2 separate regions of the Gasterosteus aculeatus genome follow, and region 2 is linked to region 1. The links are chromatin contacts, called in public Hi-C maps. All regions are on one chromosome and are shown on one strand. The core of a region is the stretch at or near the end of the contact, and the rest is flanking DNA. Distances in the headings are between cores, read along the strand shown.

The links. Hi-C and Micro-C count contacts between places; a contact is called where the count stands out from the background.
Region 2: a Hi-C map of skeletal muscle shows a contact between it and region 1, with 2.8 times the contacts expected there. The contact joins the promoter of mafa here to the enhancer-like site in region 1. A contact is called at or near these places in 2 of 6 Hi-C or Micro-C datasets (skeletal muscle and tail fin).

The regions. Positions count from the first base shown.
Region 1 is chr12:13,953,799-13,959,348 of fGasAcu3.hap1.1, reverse strand. No RefSeq gene overlaps it. Among protein-coding and RNA genes, the nearest start is that of mafa, 81 kb to the left of the region's middle. Within about 2 kb of position 3,773, at least 5 of the 9 cell types and tissues checked have open chromatin away from gene starts, as enhancers often do.
Region 2 is chr12:14,035,524-14,040,916 of fGasAcu3.hap1.1, reverse strand. It overlaps mafa (MAF bZIP transcription factor a), which reads left to right and starts at 3,237. Exons shown (of 3, transcript XM_040161385.2): 1 at 3,237-4,663. The coding sequence starts at 3,696.

The DNA of each region.
Region 1 (5,550 bases), core at 2,524-5,023:
CCACGGCATTAAATTCAGATTGGATTTAAACAGGACTTTGCCCCCTCTCACCTTGGTGTCTACATTTCCTGATAAGCGCATTTGCTGTGGGCCGTGTCAAGTAACTAAACAGCCACCCACTGCCCATCAAATAAAACAGTGACCTTGTCCCAATCTGCTTAGGAGCATGCCCTCTGCCTCATTCCCGTCTTACTCCTCGTGACCCGTGCCACACAAGGTCACGACAGATCCTCCCGCATTGCTATCCAAGTCCTCAGAGGAGCAGGCACTGTGGTGCTTGAGTGAATGCGGAGGTAAAGGACCTCCAGACAACCTTGGAGGGCCTGTTCCAATCTATAGAGCCAGCAGGTGATGCTTATCTCTAGCACGGCAGGAAGGGGTCCGCTCCAATTGTGTGAAGCCACATATTGTCACGGTGGACAAAGAGAGTCAATTAAGTTCATAATATGAGGTCCAGGTGAAACAAACCAAAGACTGTGACGTGTGAAAACCAAGCCAGCTGCCGCGTGCGAGTGTGTGTGGTCTTAGACAGATGAACTAATAATGTGAGATGACAAACAGTGTCTTCAAATGCCTCAACTGATGCCATTTTATTTCGTGTAAGAGGGACGCACTGAGGCAACCATCTCTCTCTTAAAAGACTCACAAACTGAGCTATGAACCGCGCAAATCACCAACGCTGCAAACCTCCGACCATCTTTTATTTTTCTTTCTTTTAAAAAAAACATTTTCAACATCCCACAAAATTCTTGGCTGGCAAAATTTGTCCTGTCTTCATAACAGACTGGTTATTCTAAAAGATGCAGAGGTCTGCGGAGTGACAGAGAGGAAACGGCTACGATCTCTGTGATGATTTTTACTGGACGCCAGCACACATCGTGTGTGTGTGTGCTTAAGGCTTGAAGGCAATGTTGAAACCTTTTCAAAAACTTCTTAGGAAAATAAACATTCTTTTTGAAATGAAATGTTGGATAAATATTTAGGATTTGGTTGTAGCCTACAGAATGAATGGAAAACATTTTTTGAATTGACTTTTCGTAGAAGTGGGTGATCGGGGGATTCTCGCGTTAACGGCGGTGTGGATCCAAGGCTGTGCGCTGCTTGTTTGTTAGGGCAGACAACCAACCGCCTCATAAGTCTAGCTATGCCACCCTTTGTCAACATGGTGCACCTGGAAAACACTGGGGCCAGTGTTTGGGCAAGAAAAGTCTGCAGCTTGGCTTTCAACACCATGGCCCGCCATACTCTAAAAAAAGACTGACGCAAAGGCCAAGTCAGAAAATCCCCCCTGCAAGGTCACAAAACTGCACACAGCATGCACAGATAATTAAAGAAGTACAGAATGCAAATGTGTGCATCGATAGACACTGCACACATGTGTACTGTATACACAAACAATCATACATACATATACAAAAAAACAAATTTACGTTTATATACAGTACCAGTCAAAGCTTTGGACCAGCGTTCTTATTGAAATGAATGAGAAAATGTGTTCAAACGTTTGACCGGTACTGTATATATTCACAAACATACATACACATATATTGTATATATAACATACACACGTGTGTAAATATACATATAAATTTAGGGCGAGGAGCTGAGGGGGGTTACAGGTATATTTAATTTAGCAATTATTCTATCAGCAGCTCTTCCCCTTTGGATTGGAGTTTATTGGCAGTGTATTCACGCTGGCGTAGCTACTGTGGGTGTTTTTAGTTACTCATTTCGGTTTTAATTGCCTGCCTCCACCTGTAGAGAAAGGACTGGAGAGGTTTTCCCCTCTCACTGACGAACACAGTAGGCTTTGAGATGTCAGCCGCTCTCTTTAACGGGCCAATGACAGTTTCCTCCCGTCACAACTCTGACTTCCTGTACAAACATAACCTCATTAAAACTGCCACCCTGGTCTGTGGGCGGGGCTGCTGGTCCTCCCCTCCAATTAGGAGCGGCAAAGGCTGTCGCACTGACAACTCCCACTTTGAGTTAAAATCTGTGCGCTCTGGGGGCCAACGCCGTGTGTCAAAACATAATTATGATCTCACCCGCACCTCTGTCCAAAAGAGAAGACGAAATGTGAGAAAGAATGAGGAAGAGGAGGTGGAGAGGGGGAGGGAGGGAGGGAGCGGGTTGGTGTCGGCAAATGGATGCAGTGGAGGGAATAATGAACCGAGCGGGCTAATGGGAATATTTGACCAAAGTAGGTTTTATCACCCCTCCTCCACGCGCCCCTGTCTTCAAAATAAATAGTAATATTTCTTCTTTGCATCTGGACAGGGCGATGTTCATCACCTGGCTGTTGACACCGGTTCCTCCCAGCAGCGAGAATTAAGTTCAAAAAGTCACAGCCTGTCCGTGTAAAGCATATCTGGGTATGACAGAGCCTGATACCACTGATTCACTCCGTTAATCTTTTCCACTCGTAAGTAAGAAAAACCGCACGCACACACACACACACACACACACACACACACACACACACACACGCAATGGAACAAATATCGCAATCAATCCGCTCACTCTAAACTCTTACCCCGGCATGATTTGGGTGAATTCCAGGTCCATCAGCTGGTACCCCTGAAGTTACCCCTGTTTCTTCCCAGAGGATGGTGGGCTAAGATGAGGAGATGTAAAGAGAGGAGGGGGGGGAGGGGGGTGCAAGTGGGAGGTCACAGAAGAATGTGACACCAAAGGCCACCCCCTGTCTGCAGTGCACAGCGTCGCAGCAAGGCCTCCGTGACCCAGTAACAGGACACCGCAGGGGCCGACACACTGCACGCTGTGGCCACTGGCACAGCTGCCAGTCAGACAGGCTGGGTAACTGACAAATTGTGGTAACTTAAAGTAGCACAACATGCGAGAAACACACTGATAAAAGCTTTTGTAATAAAAAAAAATCCACTTTAGTAAATTAACAATGCAATTATTGAGAGTCGTCATCCGCTCTATGCTGAGATCCCTCACAGAGGTTTTGCCTCCTTTCGTGGTGTTTTTTTGAAGCACCCCATCCCCGGTTTGTCCTTTTCTTCGCATGTCCTTTATTACGGGAGGGAGATGGGGTCTGAGACAGAAACAGACAGGTGTTCAGGTGTGTGATGTTTGACATGCTCACGCAGCGTGCGTTCATCACAGGGAGGAGACACGTTTGACAGCAGCGACTCCCTGACCATGATTACATTATCTATCGGTGTGCTGCTGAAGGTCAGGGGACAGCCCCAGCTAGCGAGCAAAAAAAACAAACACGTATACAGAGTAAAGCGCGTGATTTGGCATGGGGCAAACACGTGGATGATGAGAAGCGGAAGGAAAAGATCATTTAAGCCTGAAAGACTAAAAACATTCCAAGTGTTTAACTTCATAATGAAATGCCAGTCAGAGGTAAATTGCATAATAAAGCAGCTCCTCCATCTCCTTGAAATTAACACAGTCTAACTTGGCTGGAAACAGTAAACTACTCAGATTAAATATGAATATTTGTCTCTGATCCATGAATTATACAAAGCTTGGCGCAATGAAACAATTATCTACTCTACTTCATATCATGTTGAACATCAACAAACCACTCGGAGGAAAACAATAAACATTAACTGAATAGACATGTCAGTTGCAGGGGCTACAGAGCCATTATGTGGCATTCCCCCCAGGGTGGGCAGTGCGCTGGGGATGGGGGGAGAGGGGGGGGGGGTTGGCGGTTGCTGCAGTGGGATAAATGGGCCCAGTGTCTGTAATGGAGAGGAGTGTGGCTGCTGGCCAGGGATTTGAGTTAGCAGGCCCTGCCTTGGAGAGGGACACTTCACACTCTGCCAACTGGGGCTGCCCGTGCAGGGAATGGCATGGGGAGACCTCTCTTTTCTCCTATTGCCTTATCCTTGTCTGTGTGTGTGTGTGTGTGTGTGTGCGCGCATTCTTTGAGGTTCAGAGCGTGTGCATGTGCACTCGCGTGTTCTAGGGAAAGTGATTAAGGAGAGCCTTCTGAAGCACGCTACTCAGCCCTCCTCCTCTGTGTAGGCTGACAAAGAAAGAGCTGCAGTGGCCTCTTCACGGCATTTCCAGCTTGAAGCTGCGGTGTAGCCATGGTGAACTTGTGTTGAAATGCCACACAGTGATATCTCTGTTGAGAAGGTCTTCATTGGGCTTGGGGTAATTGAAATTAACCATTTACACCCACACGCAGGCATGCAAACAACACAGAAACTCAAACACACATACTAATTGCTGTGAGTGAGTGAGAGCTTGGAGCGGGTGGACAGGTCCGGCTGAGTGGACGGTTTCACGCGTTCATGCACTGCTGCTCCAGCGGCATAATGAGGTGTGACGCATCAGACTAAGTGGCTAATGGGGTGTGAAGTCATTAGAACACTGCCTGTATCCCTCCAGCCCTCCCCGTCTCTAACTTCATCCATCCATCCAACTCCATTTCATTTGTTTTCACTTTCAGCACACTCCCCTTTCATCTGGTCGTTTTTTCAGCTCGTCATCTGCTTCAGTCGTGACTTGTCCAACTTGTTACCTAATCTTCCACCTGCTAAGATTGCACACAGTAAACAGTCAACAAGGAAAACAAATGTACAAATACACTGTAGGGATTAACTAAATGGAGGAAGGTTTGAACATGCATGAGCAAATGGAGGGGAAGACGACCATCTGTTCCCAGGGATCAGACATCGTTGTAAACAGCTTTAAGAATAGAGAACAGACTGAAGACAGTGAAACTTAATATCTTTGTCCTGCTGTTTTTGTATTTTGGCTCCTCCTAATCCTCAGTTCACTCTTTCCCAATAGGGCGCAGACGTAGTCATCACTATGTGCCCTTTGACCTTCTGCAGCAAGGAAAATGTCACAATACACACAGCCGGCTTATTTATTACTGTTTGCTTTGTCTAACTCAATACGACTATGTGTTTGGTAAACCGTCTCTGCATATTACCTGCTCTCAATCTAGTTGATCTTATTGCTGCAAGGATAAAATGAAATATGCAGACTTTGCTATCTGTAAATGCAATTGTAGGAGTTAATTTAGCAACCAAAGAACTCAGCCTGTCCTCTTTCCCGCTGTATCTGCTAAGTGTGCCCATGTGTGAGAGCGCACACCTGCAGCTGTTGTACCAGCCCTCTGTGTAATTTCATTAACCTTTATACAGAACTGTGCATGTACAATTCCTCCCCAGAAGATATATATATATATATATATATATATATATATATATATATATATATATATAGGCATTGAGTCCTTTAACACCGCTACTAAAAGTTACAGCTGCACTCTGTAAAAGTTGAAAGAGGAAACCAAAACATTGTTTTCCTAAATGTTTGGTGATAACCTTCATTGCATACATTGCAATATTTACTGAACAATAGCAAAGTAAAATAAGGTACATCCTGAAAAAGAAATGTCAGTCTAACACACTCTACCAGAAATGTAGACTAAACAAATTGTGCAAACAAAAAATGACAATTGTGCCTTGTCATATAACAAGGCACATTTCCTATGGGCCGAATACAATGTAAATGTGTTACGAACAAAGTAAAAACTTCAGAAAACAA
Region 2 (5,393 bases), core at 1,988-4,487, 82 kb before region 1:
CATCCAGACATGGAGAGTGCAATAAGCTCAGGTAAGCTTTGATAAGGTGGTGGAATGTAAAGAGGCTGATTAGATGGCCTTATCGAGCCCCGACTGGAACCAAGCGAAACACCACAACCACAACCACAAACACACACACACACACACACACACACACACACACACACACAGACATTCAGCAAACAACTCACTGACCTCTGCTCGTTCCACTCAGTCGCCTCAGTTGCTCACTGTAATAAAACTAGTTTACACTGTTTGCTGCTTTACACATTTTTGCTGATGGTTTTGTGTCATACAACTTACAATGGGTGCATCTCAACAGTATGCATGACTTTTTAACCCCTTAAACAAGGTCTGCAGACGTGTGAATTCTCTGCATGATGAGTGAAATAAAGCCAGCGAGCCCTCAAACACTTGCTAATTTCACAGTGGGCCGGACCAGGCCCTCCCAAACTTATCAGGGCTGTGCATTAAAGTTTGTAAATGTGAAAAGGAAGACATGATTACTCAGCCATGCTCGTTTTGACAGGGGGACTTAAAGCCTCAACAGTACCGCATGTGTCATTAAGCTCACGAGAAGCTGAAGGGGATTGAATGTCATTGACTGACCAAACATCACTCAGAGAATAAAACCAGAAGTCATCTTGTAGAATCGAATGTATGAATGTACAATGTGCAAAGGAAACTCCTAAGAATTCAGCCAACGTCAGATATGAATTTGTGCTTTAACAAGCACACGTTTCCGTTTTGTGTGGTTTCCATGTTTAAAAAAGAACCTCAACAGATGTTAATTACTAAAAAAGTCTTAAAATGGCATCAATGTTTTTTAAAATCTGAAACCATCTGCGTTGCTTTTCCACCTCATCACTGTGTCCGTGCTGGTTTGATGAGCTCCCCTTCACAGCGGCCGGATTTCACTCCACGTGGATCTCTCTCAGCTCTGCATCATCAATAACTTCAACGAAACAAAAGCAGCTAAATTAGCTCCTCCACTTTCTTCTGTCATGACTAATGAGCTCTCCCTCCGTTGGTGTATTAGTCTCGCTCCGCTGTGGCTGGACCCCAGGGAATAGGGCCTCTGCTGTGCCGTCCCGTGAACAGGTAAGCCCAAAACAAACGACGAGGCAACGGAATGGAAATAGAAACAATAGGGTCCTTTTTTGAGTTTTGTTTGAGCCGCATGCACAGTGTCGTTTTTTACTCCAATGCAGATGCATCCGTTTGTCCCTTTTACTGGAACATACAGCAGACCAGTTTTGAAAGCGTCGTGTCGGATTGGCTTCATTTCTGTGCAGGCTGCTCTTGTCATCGATACAAGGAGCGGAAAAATATTGAATTAAAGATTTAATGGTTGTGAATCATTAAAACAATTATATGTAATATCTGTCAGTATTTCTGTGAACTTACTACGACATTTAGGACATTACACAGCCACACAACAGAGATACAGACCGGAAAAATAGAGTGGTATTAAAGGCCATCGATTTATAACGGAGGAAAATGAAAGTCTTAGCTACAGTTCTGGGCCCCCATAGAAAACTGTTGAAATCCTTATGGCTAAAAAAGCATCTGTCTGATTGGCAGGATCATCTTCCAAAGCTTTTGGCGTCAGGGATGTGACTGATTTGTCCTATCATTAAATATTATGCACCCAGGAATCTAAAAATACACGTCGTCACAGCGATGAGATCACACTTGGAGAGACAGAGGGAGAGAGAGAGAGAGAGAGAGACTATGATTATAGGCTTTTGTCACAGGAAAGAAGTAGTTATTTGTCAGCACCATCTCAAAAGAGGCCACAAAATAAATCAACACTTTAACTGGCAAACAAGATCCAGCCGCAGTATAGTTTCCGAAAAAAATTGTATTTAAATTGAATGAGTGAGCTGCCATGTCATCTGTTAATTACATTTAGCCTCTAATACAGGGATCTCAAACTAAAGTCATCTTTGTTGATGAATCCAGACTAAAGTATAAGAAGCAAGCTGAAATGAAGTACCAAAAGGCTGCTCAACATCAGGGACTCCCTCACAAGTCACATTCACACACTGTGCTGTACCTGTACGCCACAAACAGTTTCTTGGAAATACCCAGTTACTGTTGTACATGAGTCAATTAAAAGTAGATGACCTCTGAACTCAAATAAAGTGCAATGTACAAGTGGTGTATATGACTGCACTGCAACGCCTGGGCCAGTGCTTAGATAAAGTGTTTTATGGCAGTGGGACATATGAGTTTGGATGAAACACTGGGTTCATGGCAATTATTTCCACTTTCTTACGTAACTCCTTTGACATTCTTAAATATTGTTTTCCATCCAATGAATAAATAAAAGATACGTTTGAATGTATTCATGTTTTTTTTTTGTCAACAAATATTTTCTTCATCCTTTGATAACAGTTGTGTTCCTTTGTTTGGGTATTGTGTGGACTCTTGCCGTGATTGAAAGCGGAAGCCTTTGCACTGTTTTGTCCAAAAGGTGGCAGTGTTGAGTTTTATAATTGTACGTAGAGGCACGAAGAATCTCCTCAATACTCCTTCCATATTTTTGGGCCAATTGTCTCGAAAGTCACCGGTGAACATCGTCAAACATTGCAAAAAATACTACTAACTAAAATATGACATGTCGCAAATACATTGAAGGGATTTTTCTTGGAGAGAGAAAAGCTTCATGCCGCCATAAAGATAGCACATTTATTGCATGACATAAACGTTACAGAGATAACAGCCGCAGTCTCCCTATTCAATGAAAGGTGAGTAATTATGATACACGGTGGATTTTTTTTTAAAAGGGCACGTGCATAAATCTATTCAACCACCAATCTGTATTAATAGGTGTGTTCTCGTCTTCTCGCCACGACCTGCACGAATACTCTCATGTTAATGACTTCACTGCACGCCAGCTTCTCAACCGACTCCGAACTCGGACCAAGTGCGAAGAAGCAGAAGAAGAAGAAGAAGAAGAAGAAGAAGAAGAAGAAGAAGAAGAAGAAGAAGAAGAAGAAGAGGCGACTCAAGCAGTGGTCGAGGAGTTAAGAGTCCCAGCTGACAGTCAGCTGATGGCATTTGACAGTTGCGAAAAGTTGGCTTTCCGTGGGGCCACTAATATGTTAATTAGCGCTGCGAGTGCGAGCGCCTATTGGCTCTTCGTCCGAGTCAATTTCCTCTTCCCAGCCTGACGTCAGGGCGGCTCCGGCGCTCTTAAACTCATCTGCTCGTGTGATCCCCTCGAAAACGTCGCCCCTGCCAGTGAGCGCCGCGCACCGCGAGGCTGCATTCGCTCCCTCCCCCCTCCTCCCTTCCTCCTCCGCACCCTCGCGCCTGTTTTTTTTCTCTCTCTCTCTCTCTCTCTTCTCCCGCAATGTATTAAACGAAGAACACCCGTAAAGTGTTAAATGTTTGAAATACAAAACCGCCGAATTCCAAATGCTGAGAACGGAGCCCGCTACTCGCGCGCGCGGCACTGGCGTGTCCGCGCAGTAGACTCTGCAAAGAAAAACTACTTTGACGCGCCGGCAAGTCCGCGGCTGCTGCAAAAAGGACGCTGAAAAACCTCTTTATTTTTTCTTCTTCTCCTTTTTTTTTTTGACTCAAAACAAAACGCTTAAAAATCAAAACTGGCTCACGTACTTCCCAACCAACCCAGTTTGACAGCTTCTCTGCACCCCACTTGGAGGACTGTCAGCAGCAAGAGGATGGCATCAGAGCTGGCAATGAGCAACTCCGACCTGCCCACCAGTCCCCTGGCCATGGAATATGTTAATGACTTCGATCTGATGAAGTTTGAAGTGAAAAAGGAGCCGGTGGAGCCCGATCGCAACATCAGCCAGTGCAGTCGCCTCATCGCCGGGGGATCCTTGTCTTCCACCCCGATGAGCACGCCGTGCAGCTCGGTGCCCCCGTCCCCAAGCTTCTCGGCGCCCAGTCCGGGCTCGGGGAGCGAGCAGAAGACGCACATAGAGGATTTCTACTGGATGTCCGGTTACCAGCAGCAGTTGAATCCAGAGGCGCTGGGCTTCAGCCCCGAAGACGCGGTCGAGGCGCTGATCAACAGCAGCCACCAACTCCAGTCGTTCGATGGCTACGCCAGGGGCCCGCAGTTTGCCGGCGCCGCCGGGGCAGGAGGCGCCATGGCCGGGGAGGAGATGGGCTCCGCCGCGGCGGTGGTGTCGGCGGTCATCGCCGCGGCGGCCGCTCAGAACGGAGGGCAGCACCACCACCACCACCACCACCACCACGGCAACAGCCACCACCAGGCGGCCGGCGTCCAGTCCAACGGCACCTCTGGGACGGTCCACCCGCACATGCGCCTGGACGACCGGTTCTCAGACGACCAGCTGGTCTCGATGTCGGTGCGGGAGCTGAACCGGCAGCTGCGGGGGGTCAGCAAGGAAGAGGTGATCCGATTGAAACAGAAGAGGAGGACCCTAAAGAACAGAGGCTACGCGCAGTCGTGCCGGTACAAGCGGGTCCAGCAGCGGCACGTCCTGGAGGGGGAGAAGACGCATCTCATCCAGCAGGTCGATCACCTAAAGCAGGAGATCTCCAGGCTGGTGCGGGAAAGGGACGCGTACAAAGAAAAGTATGAGAAGCTCATCAGCAACGGCTTCAGAGAAAATGGATCGAGCAGTGACAACAACCCTTCATCCCCGGAGTTTTTCATGTGAGTCTCGACATAATCGTGAAAAAAAATAATAAAAAATCAGATGAGAAAATCCGAGGTTACTCATCTCCCACTTACTAAAGTTTTCATGAAACTTTTTTTTGTTCATTTGGCGAAAAAAAAACTACTAGACCGAGAACTAATTTGTCAACTTTTTACTTTTTTTTTTTATTTGATACCTTTTTAATCGTCTGCGACTGTTTTACGATTTGTAGGGCTTCGTCCTCCGTGGTTTAATTTTGGAGGCATAGTAGGACAACTTTCATCTACGTTTTGTTCGGTATATCACGCATAGCCTGTTTGTCTATTTTTTCTTCCATCATCGTTCATTAGATTTGCAGTGTTCAAGTGAAATCTGATTTTTGACAGTTGATCCAACTTGATGCTGCAGTATACGAAGTGGGCATGCGAGCACTGAGTATACTCCAGTGTGCAGATTCGCTGTACAGCTTCATGTCAAACTGCATCCATCAACGATTCGTTTATGTTTTTACTTTTTTTTTAAACCTTTTTTTGTATTTTTGTCTGCCAAACTTGGAGGATTGCGAGCCTGCTGTTTGACGCCACCTCATCTCATGCTTGCCTTTGTTTTGAGCACAAAGAGACTCTTCTCATTACAAACTGTTCAGTGTTTTTAAACATATGTCTCATCGAACTTCCCTGCATGCTGGACATGTATGGTTCTTTTCTTTTTTTTTTTTTTACTTTTTTCTTTCTTTCTCCGCTTGAA